Regions from separate parts of the Mus musculus genome. Here region 1 is linked to region 2. Evidence: chromatin contacts called from public Micro-C data. All regions are on one chromosome and are shown on one strand. The core of a region is the stretch at or near the end of the contact, and the rest is flanking DNA. Distances in the headings are between cores, read along the strand shown.

Evidence for each region. A called contact is a pair of places that touch in the nucleus more often than the background predicts.
Region 1: a Micro-C map of embryonic stem cells shows a contact between it and region 2, with 2.6 times the contacts expected there. The contact joins the enhancer-like site here to the promoter of Chd6 in region 2. A contact is called at or near these places in 4 of 484 Hi-C or Micro-C datasets (the N1E-115 cell line, embryonic stem cells and myocytes).

The regions. Positions count from the first base shown.
Region 1 is chr2:161,337,574-161,342,521 of GRCm38.p6, forward strand. No RefSeq gene overlaps it. Among named protein-coding and RNA genes, the nearest start is that of Gm35374, 51 kb to the right of the region's middle. Within about 2 kb of position 1,883, at least 52 of the 459 cell types and tissues checked have an H3K27ac peak or open chromatin away from gene starts, as enhancers often do. A contact at or near this core is called in the N1E-115 cell line and embryonic stem cells, where this site is marked.
Region 2 is chr2:161,107,667-161,112,414 of GRCm38.p6, forward strand. It overlaps Chd6 (chromodomain helicase DNA binding protein 6), which reads right to left and starts at 1,420. Exons shown (of 37, transcript NM_173368.3): 1 at 1,323-1,420.

The DNA.
Region 1 (4,948 bases), core at 633-3,132, 230 kb after region 2:
CTTTTCTCCACCCACACAGATGCTGTGCATCTGCTCCAGTCCCTGGGTGATAAAGTCTGGCAGGGAAAAACCATCACCTACCTATTCTTGGCAGATGCCGTTGGAGAAGCACAGAGCATAAAGACTAGCAAGAGCTGCTCCTTATCTCAAGTACCTGCACTCAACCCTCATCCTATGGGGTGAGAATCACCATTGCCACCATAATTTAGACACGAGGCACCGGAAACCCCAGGATGAGTCTTTTTCTCCATGCTCTTCAGCTATTTGCTGGTGTGATTTCTCTTCTGACCGTGACTGACCCCCACCCCCTTGATGGCATGAATACTTCAGCTCTTACCCTTTGTAGCACTTACTGTTGTTGCTGTGACAAAACACCATGACCAAAAATGCCTCATGGAAGAAAGAGTTTATGTTGGCTTGTGGCTCCAGAGGGATAAGGGTTCATCAGTGGTGGGAGTTGTGGCCGTAGGGACAGAATCTCAGGGACCACATCCTCCAACACAGACACAAAGCACAGGATGTGGACTGTAAGGAAGAGGAGGCTGTGCATGCTCAAAGCCTGTCCTGAGTGGTGTACTTCCTCTAGCAAGGTTCTACTCCTGAAGGTTCCGTGTCTTCCGCAAACAGTACCACCAATTAGGGATCAGGTTTCGAACTACATGAGTCTGTGGGGGGCATTTCTCACTCAAATCATCAAGTTTTACTTCCTGGTCCCCAGAAGCTCATATCATAATGCAAAATGCATTGAGTTCAATTTCAGAAAGTCCCCTCAGCCTCAATACTGTTCAAAAGTCCAAAGTCTCTTCTGAGACTCAAGGCGATCTCTCAACTATAACCTCCTGTAAAACCAAAAACAAATTACATCTTTTCACCGAACAATAACACAGAATGTATATTTTCCTTTTCAACAGGGAGCAATGGAGGCAAAATGAAGAAATATTGCGCCAATGTGAGAAACCCAGCAGGGCAAAACACCACATCCCGTAGCTCCATGTCTGGGATACCTCTGCTGTTTGAAACATCCATTTCACAGCAGCCAGCCCCTGAATGTTTTTTTTATAGAGCTTGAGTTAAGTATTCTTTCAGACATACCTGGAGCTAGTATGATGTATGTTATTCAGATCCATGAGATTAGAATGTGATGGGAGCAAAAACAGATAAACGATTACTACTCACACTACTGCTTAACACCAGCATTTGTTCCCATCTGACATGCTCTAGTACAGTGCATTGTCCTGTTCAGCGAGGTTTATACAGTCTCTTTTTTTCACTGAAGAAACACTGGGCACTTACAATGTATTAGCTAATGTGCTCTTCAGTAGCGCTCAACGGAACCCTTGGCCTTACTTGCTGGGAGATGTTGAAGAAGAAATGGAACTATCAGGGGTTTCAGTGTGCTGGGAGCCTACTAGGGAGACTGGTATTCAGGAAGTTAGATTCTGATTTTATTTTACTGTGAAGTTTTCTTCCAGCATTTCCTGAGCTGCAGTTGATTCCCTCTAGGGCGGGGCTAGGAGTGGGAGGGATGAGTTTCTTGTCCTTAGAGGTGTTCAAGCAAAGACAGAACGGCCACTTGGTGGGGATATTGTAGAAGAGATTAACATTTCAGACTCTTGGAAAAGGAAATTGTTGGATGAGGGCCTGTCCAATGCTAAGAATTAACTTCTAGAAGGAAGCAGCAACACACATAATATGAACAAAAGGTGGTGCCTTCATGAATCCTGTGGCTGCGAATCTGTGGGAGGATAAGGGGGGGTGGTGGTTATTGGATTTTCAACAGCTGGGGTTTGAAGACAATGCTGGCTGCGGATGGAGGTGGGGCCGCATCTCCCGTTGGAAGGGGCCTCCTGCAGCTACAGAAATCACTCTCTGGAGTAGACAAAGGACTTGCTGCTGGCATCCCTGCATCCTGTGGTTTGCAGCACCACCAGGGAAATCAGCGTCCTAGGAATGGTTGTTACCCGCCACTTGGACAGGAAATGTCGCAGACAAAGCCTTGTTTTTCTGCTCCTGGAATTAAGGTTTAGAGGCAGCTGCAAGGAAATCGATACGGAGCTGCTAAGCCCTTAATGAACGACAGCAAAAGGCTGATCCTGTTGCCTAAAACAGCTTTTTTCAAAGCTGCTTGTCTTGGGCGAGTGTTAACAAGAATTGATCGAGTTCCTCTGAGGTGTGGTTTCCAGGGTGCTGTGGGCCAGTGAAAGGGAGAGTGCCGTGGACCTAGAGGCGGTTGCCATGGGTGCAAGTGTTGCTCTGCAGCTGAGTCCTTAGGTTACCCAGGGCTAGTTGAGTGGTAGCAACCTGGAAGCCAGGTTGCTAAGTCTGTATAAAACTTTTCTGTCACCCCACCCCCTTTTATCCTGGGATCTGGGCCAAAGCTCGATAACTAAATGGGGCACAAAGCTCCAGCTTTAAGGAGGGGTAAACAAGTGTACTAAGTCTACATCCAGACCCCATGGGAGAAGTAAGGGTGGCAGTTACCCAGCTGCTGGCCTTAACTATCCTCTTATGAAGTCACTTCTGCTTAAATCTGAGCTTGTCTTCAGGAAACAAATCTGTAACTCTATGGAGAAAAGAAACAACTTAGTTAATAGGGATGCACAGGACACCCCAGCAGTGAAATGTCACCTGGTTAATGCTACTGTCTAATGGTGCTATCATCCATTGCTCCTCTAGAGGCAGGTGAAGCGTGGGTCACAGTTTCCTTGCCCACAGGGCCTGGGCAGATGTTTCTCCATCTGTCAAGTAAGCACCCGCTTTCTGCCTGCTTCCTATGTAGAAGTGTTGGGGAACAAGAGAAAACTCACTTGAGATGGGTCGGGCGAGCTGAGCTGCACCCCAATCAGATGAACTATAGTGATGCTTTGATCCCCACCCTGGAGGGGGAATCCTGAGCGACAGATTACAAATCGGGGAATTTGCATAAACATATTTTTGAACCATGTGCTATGTTTCTGATGCAGTGGAAGACTCCGCCAATCTGAAATCCTCACGGTGGCATCAAGGCATATGGTGACACAGATTTTTACACATGAAGTAACCAAACCCGTGCATGGTGACCAGTCAGTTCCCAACGGACCAGGTGTGAAATGTCTACTGAGACACAGGACTGTCAGTGCTAAACCCCAGAAAGTTTCAGGCAAATCACAATGAACTGGTAACTTCAAACTTGAGTCTAAGAAGCATAGCAACTTTCCTGAATACATGGCCGGTACGCGGCAGAGTTTGGGAGTGGCATGGGTCTGTTCTACCATCCTTAAATTCTGCCCTCTATTCCCTCTCTCCCTAAACTGATTGGATCGATAGGCATACACGGGTGAGAGCTCTGCATATGGGATAGTGCACTGGTCACCATGCTAGGACTGGAGAGGGAACAGGACTTTGCTGGGGAAGTCTGTCCTGTGCTGGGAGGCCTGAGAGTTTAATCTTCAATGTCTCTCTCGATGGTTCCCTTAAGAATAGACCAAAGCATATGAGTATAAAGCCCAGCTTTAGGAGCCACATGGCATGCTGGCTAGCCCTTTTATATGGATTGCTTTGTCTGGTTCAGAGGCCCTTAAACTCAAAGACTAGAAGTGGCCTATTAAAAAGGTATAGAGGTGGGAACTGGGGCCTGCCAACAAATATCCCAATTCTATGCACCGTTGGACGGGCTCACCAGTTGCATGTGGGTGACCTAAATCCTTTCTCTCAGCTCCTCCTGAACTGGGGCAATTGCCCCCTTCCCTGTAAAGTGTCCCTTGGCGACATTCTATCAGCTCTGGAATCAACTCAGGCTCTCTTGCTTGGCTGGCAAGGCTCTCTGAGGGCTGGCCCCAGCATCTCTTACAGCTTCATCTCCTGCCACACTTAGCGTCTTGAGTGGATTCCAGAAGCCCTGGCTCAGTATGATGCTCTGGCCTCCTGCCTTCACTGCCGCTAGTATGACTCCGGTCCTCCTGTATCTCTTCCACTTGCTTCTTCCTGTTGTTTGGCTCACTTGTTGCCTTGGCCAGTCCACTTTAGGCTCCACCCTCAGTCCTATTTGCATAAGCTTTCAGGGTTGGCCTTCCCCACATTCAACCGTGTGGGCAGGGACCAGCTCTGTCTGCTCTCAGCAGGACCAGTGGGTTCTTGTTGAAGCAGTCAGGTCCTGGATAGAGGCAGGAGGTGCTGTTTGTTTGATGTTGGTTCTGCCAGCTCCACAAGCTGTCTGCGGCGGGCGGGCCGGCGGGCGGTGATTACACTCTGCACAATAGGCCCCGGAACAAGGAACTCAGCAATGTTGCAATCATCAGTTTCAATTGCCATGGTGAGAAGGGATTAGGGAATAGCAAACTGACAACCTGGCTTAGTCTAAGGGCTAAATTAGGAACAAGATTGGCATGCTGGTGGGAAAAAAAAAGAGCGAGTGTAAGAGACGGCGTGCGTTAGAGGGAAACTTGGGGATTTGCGCGTGGTACCTCTGAAAAATTAACCTCAGAATATGTTAGGCTTAGAGGTTAAGAGTAGCTCTTGCCAGGGCCGTCATGTGGCAGGATTGAGCACTTTGTCAGCTCTCAAGTCTGTTTTTAAGGACTGCCATGTGCCCCGAAGTGGCATTTGGCCCAACGACAGCCCGTATTTGCAATTGTGGTCCTGTAAGGGGATAATAGAGTCGAACGATTCCCATGACCTCATGACAGTGTGGCTGGTGTAACATCCTAAACAACACAGGACACACAAGCTCATGGCGACACCAGTATAAATAGGTCTACTGCACCGCTAGTCATGTAAGTGCGGTGTGTGAGCAGCACCTGATCATGATAATAACGACAGGGTTGCTCAATTACACTTGTGTATCATGCTGTCTATCATATTCGCCTTTGTTGTCCGGTAAAATATTAGGGTCCCCCAGAAGACAAGAACTGAGAGGGTGAAAACGGTGCATTTAAAAAGGATTTATTAAACCAGCTATGTTTCATGGTGG
Region 2 (4,748 bases), core at 170-2,669:
ATATACCATTTGGGAAATAATCAAATCCTAGGCAAAATATTTCAGACACTCTTGAAAACTGTCAATATTTAAAATATCTATTTTCTCTGTTCATGGATCTGTTACAGCAGAAATGAACAGTTTCTTGAGGGGTGGCAAAAAAGGCACAAACAAGCCCCGGAGAAAGATGCTCAGAGATGCCAGAGACTCTCTAGAAACCTTGGCCAGATTACTAATGGTCTATAAAGCCTAATTTGGAGAACACGGGCCTACGAGCTCAAAATTGAATTATACTGCCTTATTAGATCCCACACTCGTGAAACCACAGTCATATTAGTCATAACTGAAACTAGGAATACTCTATGTACACAAATATAAAGTGCATGCTTATGCATTTTTAATTGGATCAAATAAAACTGAAGCTGCAAACAAACTCACATTTCAATTATCTCACTAGTGCGGGGATTTCCTAATAACCTCGTTTTAAAACCCAAGGAGCTGCCAACCCCTCTCCACATCTGACAGGCATGGTCCCTGGAAATTTTAGGAAGGACATTCCTCCGTTACTTCTCAACAGAGAAGAGAAATAAATACCCTGAAGGAAACAGATTTTTTTCTTTTTTTTTTTTTCATATTCCCTCTCTCTAATTTCTTTGCAAGCTCTAACATGCAATCTAATAACGCACCAAACTTGGCAGCGGGGTAGCTTGGTGGCTTGGAGTCTTGAGGGCTCAAATTTTCGGGGGCGAGTGCGCGTTAGTGCGTGAGGAGCCGGCCGGAGGGGCGCGCGACCCGGGGACGCGCCGGGGCCCCCGCCCCCTCCCGGAGCAGCAGCCTGGCACCGGCCCACCCTCCTCCACCCCTGCAAACAGACGCAGGACGCGGAGCGGAGCAACTTCTCCGCGGGGGCGGTAGCGGCTGGCGGGCGCGGGGGTGGCCCTCACGCGCCGTGGGCCGCCGGGGTCCCCTGGGAAGCCTTGGCAGGCCCCGCCCCGCCGCAAAGGCCCGCGCTTGGGGTCTGAAGCAGGACCCCAAGCCTGGGCGCGTGGCCCCGCAGTGGCGCTCTCCCAAGGACGGAGGGCGGGCGGCCAGAGCGCGCGGCAGCCGGGAGGGGCGGACGCCAAACCCCTCGCCTCAGGCCTCGGGGCCCTCGGCCTGGCCGAACGCCCGCGGCCGCGCTCGGACCCCTGCCCGGCCGGGCCTCGCGCCGCCGCGGCCCCTCAGCCCCGCTCCATTCATAGGGCAGCCCCATCCCGGCCAGCGGGGCGGAGACAGGGTCCCCGCGGGCAAGCCCAGCTTGTCGGGGCCAGGCAGGAAAATAAAAAGTTAAGAGAAGAACTTACCTAAAATGGCTCCTGCAGCAGCCAAAATACAAACAGCTATTATTTGGTGAAGTTTAGCTCAGACACCCTGCAAGGACACCCTAACCCAGCTTGGGCCCGCCTTCCCTGCCGCGCTATTGGGTTTCGCCTGCCCAAAACACAGGTTCATTGGTCGTGTGGGCTGCCGATCAGACAGAAGCCCGTTTCAAGCTTGCTTGCAGGAGCGAGTGATGGGCTTGCTCCATTGTGCTCGTATTTGCATGGATGTGATCGCAGCGGTGATTGGTCGATGTCGGAGCCGCTCCGCCTCCCAGCCTAGATCTCCCCGCCTTGCAGACAGCGCAGCTCCCGGCCCGCCCCCCCGGAATGAAGCGGCCGGGCCGCGGGGGCGGGGCGGGGCTGGGGTCCCGCAGGCGGAGGGGGCGGGGCGGGGTGCTGCGCTCTGTTTTGCAAGCAGGGGGCGAGGACCTGGGCGCTGGCCCGCGGCTGGGGCTCAACCTGCAGGTGGAGGTCTCGCAGGTAGTGGGCAAGCAAGCTGGAAAACCCGGGATTGGCTCTCCGGAGGTGGGAGAAGATGTACTGGGGTCCCACGACGTGAGCGCCCCGCCGGCGCCCAGATCCTGCAACGCGCACTCGAGGAGAGGTGAAGGTCCCAACGGACAGGAAAAAGAAGATGCTGAGAGGCCGAGGGAAGCGAGGAGCCGGGTCGTCAGTCTCCAGCTGCTTATACTGCAGATCCGCCTGGCTCCCTAGCATACTAGGAACGTCTTCCCAGGGCCCTGCACACCCCGGGAGTTTTCCAGCCCTGAGGATCCTGCAGCGCATTGGATATGCTTCAGTAACATCAGGAGTGGAACCATGGTGTGTTTATTTTCGGGCCTATCTCCACTACCATCCTTGTAGCATCCTCAAGGACAGGGCCTAGCATATGACAGAGATTCAACCAATTGTTGTCTTCCGTAATTCGTTTTTTAGCAGCTAATTTTTAAGTGCCCACTAAATACCTGACATTGATCTGAGACGGAGGATGTAGCGGTCAATAGGACAAAGCCCTTGCACTCACCGAACAGGCAAAGGAAAAGCAATAAATAAAATAAATAAATGAACACAGAGGCAGGTAGTGATAAATGCCATAAAGAAAACAGATGGCGGGAGGAAGGACATCAGACCAGAGATGGGGGAGGAACAATTAGGGCAAGGAGGAATTTAGAGCCTATCCTGCCTAGCTAAATATTCCTCATAGCATCCTCCCTACTCTGGGACCTGGTGATCACTTTTCCTCTTCACTCCTGCCTGTCCCATCTGGAGTGTTTCCCCAGTGAATACTTAAATAAAAGAAGAAGAAAAAAAAGTCCAAAACTGGCTGGACTCTGACTTTAAAAGCTCACTTTATCTTAATTAAAGCAGGAATGATCTGAGTCTGATGACTCCAAGAGCAGTTTGTCAGAATTGTTTAGGATGAGGGTGGTATGAGTGTGTCAAGGGTAATCACAATGTTAACAGAGCCTTCCTGTACTCCCTAAGAGAATATGTTTAGCTTCTTAGAAGTCCTGGTTGTCTTATGTCTTTCAGCCAATGGCCCTAATTCTCTTCTGGGTCCTGCTTCTTGTACTAGCTAGTTTTATGCCAACTTGACACAAACTAGAGTCATCAGAGGAGGGAGCCTTGATCAGACTATAGGTAAGCCAGTAGGGCATATTTTTAAATGATTCATGGGGGAGGGCCCAGCCCATTGTGGGCAGTGCCACTCCTAGGCTGGTGGTCCTGGGATCTATAAGAAAACAAGCTGACCAAGTCATAAGGAGCAAGCTAGTAAGCAGCACCCGTCCATGGCCTCTCTATCAGCCCCTGCCTTCTGATTCCTACCCCTTGTGAGTTCCTGCCCTCTCTGCTTTTGGTGAGAAGTGTTACATGGGGCTGTGAGAAACAAAACCCTTTCCTCCTCAAGTTGCTTTTGATCATGGTGTTTCATCACAGTAACAGTAATCCTAGCTAAGGCACTTCTTCATTTCTTGGACTACCCCAGTAATTTGTCTAGTTTGAAAGTGCACATCACATAGCTGTCTCACCTGCCACCTTTTTCCATTTGTTTCAAGGATGGCCACAATGTGTCACAGCCCAAACTTTCTCCTCTTTCCATCTTTCCTTAGCTATTAAGTATCAGCTATGTCTGTAGGTATTGTTTTTATAGATACAAAGATAGAGTATTAAGGCAGACAGCATCCTGGTTCAAAGGGAGGCTTGCAGTCTGGAGACAAGACAGAGAGAAGTACATCCCAAGAATCGCCAATCCTGCCAAGCTGGTAGCTAACTGTCCTTGCTCTGGCCTCTTAAGAGATAGCTTACTTACCTTCCTATCCAGTTTCTGCAACAACTAATGGACCAGAAAGCTGGTAGTCAGACCCAGTCAGCCCAAATACCAGGATCAAGGGTTCTAGAGCTTTCAACAGTACTCAAGGGGGCTGACATCTATGAATTTATTCTGTCCGGGATGAGGCTGAGGAAATAAAAATTGGGCAGAGGAAGAAGCACCATTAAGCAGAGGCATAGAGACTAGAGAGATTGTTGGGGAAGGGCAGGAGCTGGACAGAACGGAAAGGTAGACTTGCCTTGCCTTGCCATTCTCAGAGGCAAGTCAATAGCATAAGACACAAAGACACAATGTGGGGTGGTCAGACAGGGAATCAATAGGAGTCCAGGATGGCTTCACAACCAAATAGAATAGAATGTGTGGGAGCAAAGGAAGTGCCTGAGGCTACATTCAGAAGACAAGATACTGCAGGCCCAGCCATGAAAGAATAGGTCTGCAGAATTGAGAAGCCGACTCTTCAGCACTTTGAAAGCAGCTAGGGCCCTACAGGGCAGCACTCTGGGAAGAGGCAGCAGCTAAGCTGCATTTTGCTGAGTTCTGCCCAGAAGCAGAGGTTGGTTTTGTGCTACAGGAATGAGGTGTGAGTGTAAGGTAGGGATGAAAAGCAAATTCAGAATGACTTTTAGTTTGGCCTGCTCTAAGTGTGGTGGATAGTTTCTGCTCTGAGATTATTCTCTAAGAAGCCATGTAACATGAGTCTCGGCATTGCCTGTGTCGTAGGGAAAGAAAGGAAGTTGACTCACCAGCTCTTCTTTCATTGGGCAGGGATTCACATCAGTTAGTCATGGCTACATCCCAAGCAAGCTTCTGTGGTGTTCCCAAACGCGGTGTCAACAGGGACCCTGGAAGGAGGGCCATGAGCCAAAGCGCTATCAGGGGCCACATGTGTGAAGTCAGATGGCCCACACCCAGAGCCACTTGCCACTGCAGCTGCAAGAAGAGTCAGTTGATACCATGAGGCTATGAAGGCCTAATACAAAGGTGAGAAAAGAAATATAAGAATGCCTGTACCATATAGTAATACATCCATACCCATGGTGTCCCAGGAGAGAAAAAAAATGTTACAACTCAAAACA